Linked DNA regions of Macaca mulatta: regions 1 and 3 are each linked to region 2. A link is a contact called in public Hi-C data. All regions are on one chromosome and are shown on one strand. The core of a region is the stretch at or near the end of the contact, and the rest is flanking DNA. Distances in the headings are between cores, read along the strand shown. Region 1 holds the start of MEX3C (mex-3 RNA binding family member C). Region 2 holds the start of LOC106994516. Region 3 holds the start of ME2 (malic enzyme 2).

Region 1 (3,963 bases), core at 981-3,480, 160 kb before region 2:
TCAAGAAATTTAGAGTACTTACTTAGTAGTACTTGAAATGTGGTTCGTGTGAAAAGAACTGCTGGAAGTATAAAACACACCCTGGTTTCAAAGGCTTAGTGCAAAAGAACTATAAAACATTATCAGTAATTTTATATTGCTTACATGTTGAAATAGTATTTTGGACATATTGAACTAAGTGTATTTATTAAAACTATGTTTCTTCTTGCCTTAAAGGGGTCATTTAGAAATTTTACAATTACATTGTTACACTGTATCTGTAGATATAGGACCACGCTGCTGGCTAAGATTAACCTGGCAGGACTTAGTACTGAAGGGATAGATGGGCCGGTCACAGCCCTAAGATAAAGGAAAGTTAACAGGCATACTTTTTAACAAGCCATTTAAAAATACCCCCTAGAGGCCAGGCGCGGTGGTTCACCCCTGTGATCCCAGCACTTTGGGAGGCCCAGGTGGGAGGATCGCTTGAGCCCAGGAGTTTGAGACCAGCCTGGGCAACAGGGTGAGAACCCAGTCTCTACAAAAGATAAAATTAGCCAGGCATGGTGATGCGCGCCAGGTATGGTGATGCACTAGGGAGGCTGAGGCGGGAGAATCACTTGAGCCTAGGAGGTCGAGGCTGCAGTGAGCCGTGATCATGTCACTGCACTCCAGCCTGGGCGACAGAGTGAGACTCTTGTCTCAACAACAACAAAATAATAACCTATAGAAAAGATAGCCACAGAGTGAGATCACCTGAGCAATACTGTGGGAAGAGTGTCTAGGGAGGAGGAAACGGGGATTCATTTCTTTAAAAGCACCAAAGAGCTGGACAAGGTGGTTCACGCCTCTAATGCCAGCACTGTGGGAGGGCGAGGCGGGCGGATCACTTGAAGTCAGAGTTCGAGACCAGCCTGGCCAACATGGTGAAACTCCGTCTCTACTAAAAATACAAAAATTACCTGGGCGTGGTGGCACGTGCCTGTAATCCCAGCTACTGGGGAGGCTGAGACAGGAAAAACTTTTTTTTTGAGACGGAGTCTCGCTCTGTAGCCCAGGCTGGAGTGCAGTGGCGTGATCTTGGCTCACTGCAGCCTCCACCTCCCGGGTTCAAGCGATTCTCCTGCCTCTGCCTCCCGAGTAGTTGGGATTACAGGGGTGCGCCACCACGCCCGGCTAATTTTTGTATTTTTAGAAGAGACGGGGTTTCACCATGTTGATCAGACTGGTCTCGGACTCCTGACCTGACCTCGTGATCCGCCCGCCTCAGCCTCCCAAAGTGCTGGGATTACAGGCGTGAGCCACCGCGCCCGGCAAGGGAAAGCTCTTGAGCCCGGGAGGCGGAGGTTGCGTTGAGCCAAGATCGTGCCACTACACTCCAGCCAGGGCGACGGAGCTAGACTCCGTTTCAAAAAAAAAAAAAAAAAAAAAGCCCCAAAGAGCTAAAGTTCAGCACCTGCAGGCTGCTGATGTAACCACCCTGCCGGCAGAAAAGCCGGGCCAACGGGGCGTTGGGAGCGTCAGGCCACGAGGGAGGAGCATTCCCGGGTCCGAGAGGGAAGGCCCGGGAGCCACGCGGCTCAGGAAACCGCCCCCGCGAGGGGATAGGAGGATATTGCGTGGCCCCTCCTTCCATGACTCTTCTTAAGGCCCTTCCTCTGAAGGGGGCGATCTCATCCTCAACCCGAGGAAACAATGCCCTCGAACCTGCGCCTGCAGCTCTGCTCCAGGCCGCTCACACAGTGCCTTCCCTAAAAGAACTCAGCCAGACCGGCTATAGGGATAAAGGGTTGGGGGAAACAAATCCAGGTGTGCGCTTCGACCGCAGGCGCCTGCGCCAAAACCCAGCTTGGCCCTTAGTTTCAGCCTCTGCAGCAGCGCCTTCATCCGCCTCCTTTTTCCCGCCCCCGCCGGAGACGTCACAAAGAGTGACGTGTAAAGTGAACAATCACAGTCCCTCTCCGCGCGTGCCGGGAGGAATGGAGAGGGAGGTGGGCGGGGAGAGGACGGAAGGAGTGGGCTTCGGGAGCTGGCTGGTCCCGGTCACCCAATCAGAGAGCTCTGGGGAGGGGAGGGGCGGGGCCCGAAGGAGGGTGGGGGGTGGGGCTGGGGAAAGGAGTTGGAAGGCTGCGGGAGGAGAAGGCGGGCTCCCAGAGATTAAAAACACCCAATCAGAGCGCGCCGGCTTCATTCGGAGAGCGGCGTGGGGCGTCGCCGCCGCCGCCGCGCGCGCCGGGGGCTGGTTAAGGCCATGAAACAAAAGAAACCCTGAGAGGGAGCCGCTGCCACCTCCACCAGCCCGCCCCGCCGCCGTCCCCACCCACCCACCTAGTTACCTACCTTTGCCTCCTTCCCCTGCCCCTCCACCCCGCCCTCTCCGGTCTCCGGGCGGCCCTGGCGCTCCACGGCCCGGGTCCCCAGCCCCACCGCCTCCCCAGAGGAAAGGTGTTTGCGCGCTGAGCAGGGCCCTGGCCCTGTCCGCCATGGGGCTCGCCGCCTGCCGCGCCTGACCCGGCCGCCGCCGCCGCCATTGACAGCGCGCCGCCGCGATGCCGAGCGGCAGCTCCGCGGCCCTGGCCCTGGCGGCGGCCCCGGCGCCCCTGCCGCAGCCGCCCCCGCCGCCGCCGCCGCCGCCGCCGCCTCTGCCGCCGCCCTCGGGCGGCCCGGAGCTCGAGGGGGACGGGCTCCTGCTGAGGGAGCGCCTGGCCGCGCTAGGCCTCGACGACCCCAGCCCGGCGGATCCCGGTGCTCCGGCGCTTCGAGCCGTGGCGGCGGCGGCGCAGGGCCAGGCCCGGCGGGCGGCGGGGCTGTCTCCAGAGGAGCGGGCTCCGCCTGGCCGGCCCGGGGCCCCGGAGGCGGCCGAGCTGGAGCTGGAAGAGGACGAGGAGGAGGGGGAGGAAGCAGAGCTGGACGGAGACCTGCTGGAGGAGGAGGAGCTGGAGGAAGCAGAGGAGGAAGACCGGTCGTCGCTGTTGCTGCTGTCGCCGCCCGCGGCCACCGCCTCTCAGACCCAGCCGATCCCAGGCGGGTCCCTGGGGTCTGTGTTGCTGCCCGCCGCCGGCTTCGATGCCCGGGAGGCGGCGGCCGCGGCGGCGGCGGCGGGGGTGCTGTACGGAGGGGACGATGCCCAGGGCATGATGGCGGCGATGCTGTCCCATGCCTACGGCCCCGGCGGCTGTGGGGCGGCGGCGGCCGCCCTGAACGGGGAGCAGGCGGCCCTGCTCCGGAGAAAGAGCGTCAACACCACCGAGTGCGTCCCGGTGCCCAGCTCCGAGCACGTCGCCGAGATCGTCGGCCGCCAGGGTGAGTGCAGGGGTGGGGAGGTCCAGCTGGGCATGGCCCCGGGCGTGGGTGGGGAGACGAGAGAAATGAGCATGGGACGGAAAGGGCGAACCCGGCGAGGCCCCCAGATCCACCCCGAAGGGGTCTGGGAGGAGCCGAGGGTCGACCAGATGTGAAGATGGGTCACCTTGCGAAAACCCACGCTTTTTCGCTCGTCTCGCCTGGTAAAAAGTGTGAAGTTTTTCGGGCGACCCAGTCCGGTGGTGTTCACGTTACTTGGGCTGTATTCGTGGAACACCAGGCTGGCGTGGCACCAGAAACCTCAGTGAGGTGGTAAAAGGTCGGGCTCGAGGAGTTGTGGGTTCGCTCTTGGGTACGGAAACCTTCGAGATTGCAAGTTTGCGCCGCCGAGTGTCTTCTTTTTAAAGCGTTCAGCCTCCCTTACAAGAACTTGTTCAGATGGAGAAAAGGACAGAAATGGAGGCCTGTAGACAGAGCTCACTGGGGAGGGAAGGGATGTTCAAATGGTCGGTATCACCGCCATCCCCTGCCCCTCCGCTGTTCAGAAACAGCTTTGGAAAAGCAGCCCAACTCACTGCCGCCGATCTTACTGTATTCCTCTCGATACGTTTCAAGTCTCGGAAAGACACACTGACACACTGGCTGTCTTTTGAAACTGTTCGGTGTGCAGGATGAAGAAAA
Region 2 (4,108 bases), core at 162-2,661:
ACTCACCCAAAAACCTGGAAAGCAAAGAAAAAGCCACTTCTATTAATAGTCACAAAATGTTACAACAATTTTTATCTAAAGAAGCTTTTAGTTTTAATTCCAACAACTTAAAACCTACATAATTCACCACTATCTTTAGATCTAAAGCTACTCCAAATTATAAATGCTTGGCCTATCTATCTCTATTACATTTGTTCTGTAACAAACCCATTTAAGTAAACAAAATCATGACAGCATTATGGAAGAAACACTAATTTAAAAAACTGTATTTTTAAATGTTAATCATTTTACAGTTTGGAATATTATGTATTAATCATATCAGAACTTTCCAATATAAAGTCCTCAGCATCAAAAAAAAAAAGGTACATTTTAGAACTTCCTATATTTCAACTGAAATGTATATATTTAGTCTCCGCAGGGTATGGCAAAAGCAATTTATGAAATCCATCATAAAAACTATTCAAATGCCATGATCTAAATCTAATTACGAAATTATGCATTTCATTTTTTTTTTTTTAGAGACTAAATGGTTTTTGCCAGCAGAAAGTAGTGAACCTACTACTTAAACACCCGAGTAACCAAGCTGCTACTAAGACTAAAAGGATGCTAATTCTGGCAAAAGTCAAAGGTTATTAACAAAAATTAGCTAAGACCATATGTTTGCAGAAAGGCAATTTCAGGATAATTCCCCTATTATCCTGTTGTATTTATTATTCCTAAATAACTGGCAATTCCATCTTAAACTACGGTGCAAAAACTAAATGCATTAAGAAACTAATTTGGAAATAATAGTTTCCAAATTATAATGCATAATAAAATGGTTTTTTTTTAAATAAAAACAAACGTACTTAGGTTTTTGAGGGGAAACAGCTATCAATCTTCAATAGGGCTTTTTAAAGCCTCTGCACCAGCAAATAAACTTTTCACGTTAACTACACACTTGTCCCTTTGAAAATCCAGTTTGAGAAATCCTAACAGCAGTTTGGGACAAGTGATGGAGCCACCGCCCTCCACCCTACACCAATTTCACTCTCAGTACATGTAGTGCTAACAGTAAGATCAACTATGTCTTTTAATAGGAAGCATGTTTTATTGGGGGCAAGGAGGGGTTCAGTTAGGTGCTAAGAATGTGTCCTGCATACCGCCGTCACTCTCAATACTCAAAAAGTAAACATATCAAAGCCAGAAGCGTAAACTGGCATGACAAGACTAGGAAGAGAAAGTAGGGGACAAAGAGAAAACCGAAATTGGCTGGAGAAAATAAATTAAGACAAACAATTTACAACTTTCATTTAGACCCTAAGGCAACACATTCCAACCGACCCAACGCGCTCAGCCGGGGCGACCGTGAAACTACTCGAGAACAACAAAGAGGAGCGGCGGCCGCGGCAGGAGTCCCGTCTGACTTTAACTTGATTCTCCCACGAGCTGCAAACGAAGCTGGGGGCCGGACGGAGGCCAGGCACCGCCGCCCGGCCCGGCTCGTCAGGCGGCCGCGGTCGCCCTCCCAGCGGATTCCGCGCGCTCCCCGCCGCCGCCGCAGCAGTCGGGAGCCCGCCCCGGGGTGGGGAAGCCGCGGGCGGGGTGCGCGGGCCCGGCCGGGGGAAGGGGAGGGGACATGGCGCGGTTACCTGGGATCGGGCGGTGGCGAGGGGAGTCCGCTCTCCCGCCGCTGCTGGTCCGCGGACGCGCCGGGCCCGTCGCTTTCCCCGGCGGCCCGGAGAGCTCCTCGGCCCCCGCCCCGAGGCGTCCCGGCCAGGCCGCCCCTCCTCAGTGCCGCGCCGCTGCCCGCGCGGGCCGGACCGCCTCGAGCTCCCGGGCCGCCCCGCGGCGGGGGGCCTCTCTCGCTGGGCGCCTGGCTCCCCTCACCCGCTCCCACCCCCTGGGCGGCCGCGGAGCCGAGGGGAGGGCGGGAAGGGCCTCCCGAGGAGAGCAGGAGGGCGCGAACGCAGGCTCCGCCACCCGAGCCGCTCCGTTACCGCAGCAGCGACGACGACCAGGGCCGTGTTGTTGCTGCCAACTTGTCGAGAACACACTGAGCATGCGCGCGCGGGGACCACATCCGGGTAATTTCAGGGTTTGGCCCTTTTTCCCCGCAGCTTTCCTTTCTCCCGGCTGTCGCCGCCTCCCGCCCCAAGTGACGGCGAGAGTCGCTCTGCGCAGGCGCCTGCAGGGCAGCGCCAGCCGAGGGGCGGCTCTGAATCCCGGCCTGGGCCTGGGCCTGGGCCTCCGCGCGGGCAGAGGCGAAGGCCTGCTTGAGGGAGTGGTCGCCGGGAAAATTAGCATCTCTTGGCAAAAAAGTTCCCAAGGAGCGCGGGAGAGCTCGGCGTAGAGTGGGCGTCCAGTAAGTGTTTATAAATAGCTATTAGCCCGGCTTTTGTTGTGTATTTGTTTTGTTCTGTGTGGAGGACCTGCGTAGGCACAAAAATTGGCCTTCAACCACCGGTCGACAGCTCTAGGGAGAAGGTGGCTATGTTGTAGGAGTTCACTTAGGGAAGAAACAGACGCTGGCCGCACCTTCCTTCCCTGTCTGGCAGCCCCAAATCACGAGCCCCAGAGGTGTTTGAACTCGAGAGACGCACAGAACAGTCAAGGAATCACATATTGAAGAGCCTTGCCAGGCGTTGCAAGTGTGAGTGGATTTTGTTGGAAGCGATGTAGGCGCACTCTCTGCTGGAGGGGAACTTCGAATCCTACGACACACCAGTTAACTAGGTTACCTGTTTGGTGGGGGAAGGCACAGGCTCTGCTTTTGACTTTATGCTTCTTTTATTTCATATTTTTTACAAGACGTATGCATTTCTTTTTCATTTAAAACACATTAATGATTTATTTTCACCAACCAGGAACTACTTTGGAACTACCTTTAGTCCCTCCAAAACTAATGATTAGCCGGTTCTAAAGTCATTTCTTAAGTCACGTCGCCCAGAAACTCTCTACACCCACCGCACGCCTTCATCACTCATACTCAGTGCTTCATTCTATCCTCCACATCACTGCCTGGGCCATTCCCTCTTTTACCAGAAAGCTCCTTAAGCTCCAAACTGGTGTTCTCTTACTCCTGGGATTTATGAAGACCAGTTTTAAGGGAATTCATTTCCACATCTTCCACTGCTGTATGTTCTATTTTCGAAAATTGCCCAGCTTAAGAAAGGAGCTGAGGACACAGCATCCCCTTTCAAAACTGTCCTCCCACCTTAAAAAAGAAAGTCAAAATTCTCACCCATTACTAATGTGCATTGGATCAATGCAGTACTTCCCCAGCAATCCAAAAGGGACAATTCAAAAATCGGTATCTATGCTGAGAAAGTAAATGCCTTTAGTGAATAGATATTAAATTATTTTTCAAGTCAGATAGTTTTCAGATCTTTTCTGTCAACGAAACTGAAGGAAGATCTGTCAGCTGATAGATTACAAAACATGATTTGGTAATAGATCAATATGTGATTCTTAGGTAATATACCTCAGAAGAAGTTTTTTAAAAATTGACACATAGTTATAACTAAACTTCTTCCATTCCATCTGTATTAGTTACCTATTGCTGTATAACAATATCACCACAAATATAGAAGCTTGAAACAACAAACATTTATGATATTACAGTTTCTCTGGGTCAGGAGTCCAGGCATGGCTCGGCTGGGTCCTCTACAAAGTGAGGCTGGAACAAAGGATCTGCTTCCAAGCTCATGTGGTTGTTGGCACCATTCAGTTCCTTGCACGCTGCAGGACTGAGGGCCTCGGTCCCTTGCAGGCTGTTGGCTGGAGACCCCCTCTGTTCCTTGCCATGTGGTCCTCTCCATAGGGAAGCTAACAATATGGCAGCTTGCTTCTTCAAAGCCAGCAACGGGGAGAGTCTCAGCAAGACACTGGTTTCTTTTTTTTTTTTTGAGACGGAGTCTCGCTCTGTCCCCCATGCTGGAGCATAGTGGCCGGATCTCAGCTCACTGCAAGCTCCGCCTCCCGGGTTTACGCCATTCTCCTGCCTCAGCCTCCCGAGTAGCTGGGACTACAGGCGCCCGCCACCTCGCCCGGCTAGTTTTTTGTATTTTTTTTTAGTAGAGACGGGGTTTCACCGTGTTAGCCAGGATGGTCTTGATCTCCTGACCTC
Region 3 (4,321 bases), core at 677-3,176, 150 kb after region 2:
TGAAATTCACCAAAATCAATTAGAGTTTTTAACTTAATATACAAATTATACATATATAACTAGAAGTTTTTAATTTTACAAACTAAGATCCCAAATGGTAAATGGGTTTTTTCCTTTATGAATATTTTGTTTTCATAAATATATTAAGACAAAAACATACAAACACCCTCTAAGGGTGTCACCCATAAGCAGTTCTCAGGAATAGCTATTAAGCATAAATATATTACTCTCAAGAGAATATTTCTACAGAAGCATAGCCCAACATTTGCTATTAATGCCCGATAAAAGTCATACTGGGAGCCAGGCGCAGTCGCTCACGCCTGTAATCCCAGCACTTTGGAAGGTCAAGGTGGGTAGATCACTTGAGGTCAGGAACTCGAGACCAGCCTGGCCAATATGGTGAAACCCCGTCTCTATTATAATTACAAAAATTAGCTGCCCTCAGGTGATCCACCCACGTCGGCTTCCCAAAGTGCTGGATTACAGGCGTGAGCCACCGCGAACGACCTATATGTATGTTTTTAAAAACAACCGTTTCTCTCATCTAACAGAATATTTGCAAATTGAAAATCAAAATCATGGGTACAATATCGCAATTAGCTTAACAACATGAGCAATGCTTAAGGAACACGCACGTTTATGGGAGTGGGGGTGAAGGATGCAGCTATGAAGTTATACCACTTGAGTTTGAATCTAGGCTTTGTCACGTTAAAACTGTGGTCTTGGGCAAGTTACTCAACCGACATAAACCTTAGTTTCCTGGTTTGTAAACTGGAGACAGTAACAGTATCAACCTCAAAAGGGTTATTTTGAGATAATCCGTGTAGAAACTAGCGCTCTGCCTGTCACCAGCGATTAACACATGCTACTATTGTTATCGTTATCAACTGCAACACTAACAGAAATAGCAATGCTATTAACCGCTTTGCTTAGAGGTGATAGCCACAAGCATCAGGAAGGTAAATCCACAGACAGAAGATGTTAAAACCTTTTGTAAGAAAGCACATGTTAATTTGATCACGCTTCTCACCACAAGCAACATAAATTTTCTAGAATTATCTCTGGAACCAAAAAAGAAAGTCGAAACCTAGGACCACCTAGATAACACCATATGCAGAGATAGTTATCTCCAGCGTGGAAGAAACACGTGCCAATCCCGATCCACAGATGGCATTTCATAAGAATAGACGAAATCAGTCCAATCTTATAACTCTCCAGCCCGCAGCAAGTCTTTTTTTTTAAAGGGAGGAGCCACACACAGCCTAACTCCTGCCGTTAACTCGGCCCGACTGAATAAAAGAGATAGACTTGCCAAAGGGGTTTCCAGCCACAAAAGTCCTTCTGCGGAGGGGTGCAGAAAGAGCGAGAAAGAGATGCTGGCGTTTGGGAGGCCCAGGGCCTCGCTCCGGGGCGAGACGGGGGCGCCCCGGCATCAGCGTGCGGAGGAACCTGGAAATCGCGCGCAGGGATGAGCCGCGGTCGCTGGAACCCGGGTCGCCGCGACGCAGCCGGTCTCTCGCCCTCAGCGCGGACTCCGCGGGCCGCTTCCCTTCCCCCAGCCCCCACCGCCAGGCCGGGACCGGCTGGGGCCGCACGCACGGAAGCCGGAGGCGCGGCAGCGCTGGGCTCTCGGGGCCGGGCCAAGGGAAGCCGGCGCGCGCTCCTCTCCCGGACCCCCGCCCGGGCCCCACCTCGCCGGGCCTTACCAGAGGTCTAGCGCCGCGACAGGTGGTGCTGCCGGCGGAGAGGCTGCGCCCTGCCGCCCGCCCTGGCGATGCTCAGCTCCCGCGCCGCCCGGCCCTCCCCTTCTGCGAGCCTCCCGGAGCCGCCGCCAGCTCAGGCTCGCACAGGCGCGGGCGGCCCCACACCCCGAGGTAGCCCGAAGAGCTGCAGGGTGAGAGGAGGGCGAGCGGAGCCGGCTAGGCGCGGGGCCAGGAAGGCAAGGCCCACGGAAGGCGCGGCCCACGGCGGAGACGGACGGGTTCGCGGGCCAATGGGAGGCAGGAATCGGCCTGAGGGGCGGACTCCGTCTGGAGGCTTAGCGAGCGGCGCCGGGGTTCCTGCCCTCAGCGCCTTCCTCAACTCAGCTCTTGGAGGTTACGGTTCTGAGGCGGGGCGGGTGCCTTCGTGAACGCGATGCTGCGGGTGTGAGAAGTGCAGTGCAGAGTAGGAGGAGGAGCTCCGCCGCTCCCTGAAGGAAGCCGGGGCTGGCCGACCGCGCCCCCAGCACTCCCGGCCCTGGGGTCCTAGTCTCCAAACCCGCCGAGGCCAGGGAAGCTGGGAGTTGGGGTCCGTGCTGCCTGAGCCACAGAGGAAGGGGGAGGACGGGAGGGCAGGACACTGCAAAGGAAGGAGGAAGAACACCCAGGAAATGCGAGGCTTCCGCACTTCAGCGACGCTTTCACTTTCCGAGCTGTTTTGTGTGCGGAGGACTTGCTCTTCCGCAGAATTCTTTGCCACTCCTTGTGGCTGCTGGCAAGATTATTGGCCTGCGGGGAATTTACCAATCACCTTCACTGTCACAGTCACCATACATAGATGTTCAATGTTCTGCCTCAGAAAAGCAACGGAACACTTAATTGTCTTGTCCTTGAAAGCAGCAGGGACCGTGCCTTCCTACATCCCTACCCCCGCCCCCGCAACTGTTGTGACATGGGAGGATATTTCTTCACCCTTAATTCAGAAAATGTTATCACCCAAAACTCTTTACTGTAATGAGTTCGTGTACTCTTAAAACAAGGCAAGGTAATGTTAATTTCAAAAATAAGATGTAAAATATAAAAAAGAGGCAAGGCAGAATAAAATGAAAAGTGTTGGAAATGTAGGTTTAAGAAGATGGAGTGGAAGTAGAGAAGAGTGAATTTCTCCCTCCTAAACTCTGACAATTATGTAAAATCTGGGGCAGCCGCCCCTCTCTGAACATTGAAGGGTGGGGCGGAAACTCCAGTTAGGTGATAACCCATAGGTGTGGTTGCTATAATAACCACCGCAGGCGTGGAGAAGTTATAAATATGCATGACCTAAAGTAACCCTGCTTGCCAGGAACTTACAAGATGCAGCAGGTTGGAGGAAGGAAACGAAACATTTCAAGTATCTTTCTACATAAACGCTTCATTAGTCGAGGTGAAATTCTTTTGTCTTTGAAAGACAGTTGTGGGGGTGGGGAGGGTGGACGGGAAATGGGGAGATGTTGGTCAAAAGGTAAAACGTTTTAGTTAGGAGTAAGTTTTAGAAATACCGCACAGCGTGGTGACTAGAGTTCATAGTGTATATTTCACAATGGCTAAAAGAGTAGATTTTAAATAGTCTCACCAAAAATAAATAAGTATGTGAGGTAATGGATATGTTAGCCTAATTTGATCATTCCACAACGTATTGAAACATTACATTGTACACCACTGCATAAAAGTATATACTTTTTTTTTTTCTTTTGAGATGGAGTCTCGCTCTGTCGCCCAGGCTAGAGTGCAGAGTGCAGTGATGTGATCTTGACTCACCGAAACCTCTGCCTTGCTTGTTCAAGCGATTCTTTTGACTGAGCCTCCCAAGTAGCTGGGATTACAGGCACCCGCCACCATGCCCGGCTAATTTTTCTGTTTTTAGTAGCGACGGGGTTTCTCGCCATGTTGCCCAGGCTGGTCTCAAACTCCTGGCCTCAAGTCATCTGCCTGCTTCGGCCTCCCAAAGTGCTGGGATTACAGGCATGAATCATCCGCGCCCGACCATAATTATATGCAATTATTGTTTGTCCATTTAAAAAATTTAAGGACAGTTTATTCTACATTCAAATACTCCCAGGTTGAAGGTTGTAGAGAGCTATCATGGAGGGAATTTATTTTGCTTAAATTGAAGTCAATTCATTCCTTATTAAATACCTGCTACTGTCAAGGAGGTAGACACTGCTGTTTTCTGGTCTGCTCTGACAATTTATTTCCCCTTAGCCACTTCCCGTGATTGGTCAAAGACTTTCTAATGAAAACAGAACTATATCCTGGCTAACACGGTGAAACCCCGTCTCTACCAAAAATACAAAAAATTAGCCGAGCGTGGTGGTGGCCGCCTGTAGTCCCAGCTACTCGGGAGACTGAGGCAGGAGAATGGCGTGAACCTAGGAGGTGGAGCTTGCAGTGAGCCGAGATCGCGCCACTGCACTCCAGCCTGAGTGACAGAGCGAGACTGTGTCTCAAAAAAAAAAAAAAGAAAAGAAAAGAAAACAGAACTAACTTTTTCTGCTACTGTGCACACACAGTCACCACAGAATACAATACTTCACCTCTAGTCACCAAAATGTGTATAGGTTGCTCCTCACTAACAACCAATT

Evidence for each region. A called contact is a pair of places that touch in the nucleus more often than the background predicts.
Region 1: a Hi-C map of blood shows a contact between it and region 2, with 4 times the contacts expected there. The contact joins the promoter of MEX3C here to the promoter of LOC106994516 in region 2. A contact is called at or near these places in 2 of 14 Hi-C or Micro-C datasets (blood and fetal cortex germinal zone).
Region 3: a Hi-C map of liver shows a contact between it and region 2, with 2.8 times the contacts expected there. The contact joins the promoter of ME2 here to the promoter of LOC106994516 in region 2. A contact is called at or near these places in 3 of 14 Hi-C or Micro-C datasets (fetal cortex germinal zone, fetal cortical plate and liver).

The regions. Positions count from the first base shown.
Region 1 is chr18:41,103,716-41,107,678 of T2T-MMU8v2.0, forward strand. MEX3C (mex-3 RNA binding family member C) reads left to right here and starts at 2,231. Exons shown (of 2, transcript XM_015121992.3): 1 at 2,231-3,282. The coding sequence starts at 2,529.
Region 2 is chr18:41,268,125-41,272,232 of T2T-MMU8v2.0, forward strand. LOC106994516 reads left to right here and starts at 1,412. Exons shown (of 2, transcript XM_077975417.1): 1 at 1,412-2,066. The coding sequence starts at 1,619. It overlaps SMAD4 (SMAD family member 4), which reads right to left and starts at 2,027. Exons shown (of 12, transcript NM_001261090.1): 1 at 1,632-2,027.
Region 3 is chr18:41,417,442-41,421,762 of T2T-MMU8v2.0, forward strand. ME2 (malic enzyme 2) reads right to left here and starts at 1,927. Exons shown (of 16, transcript XM_015121988.3): 1 at 1,707-1,927.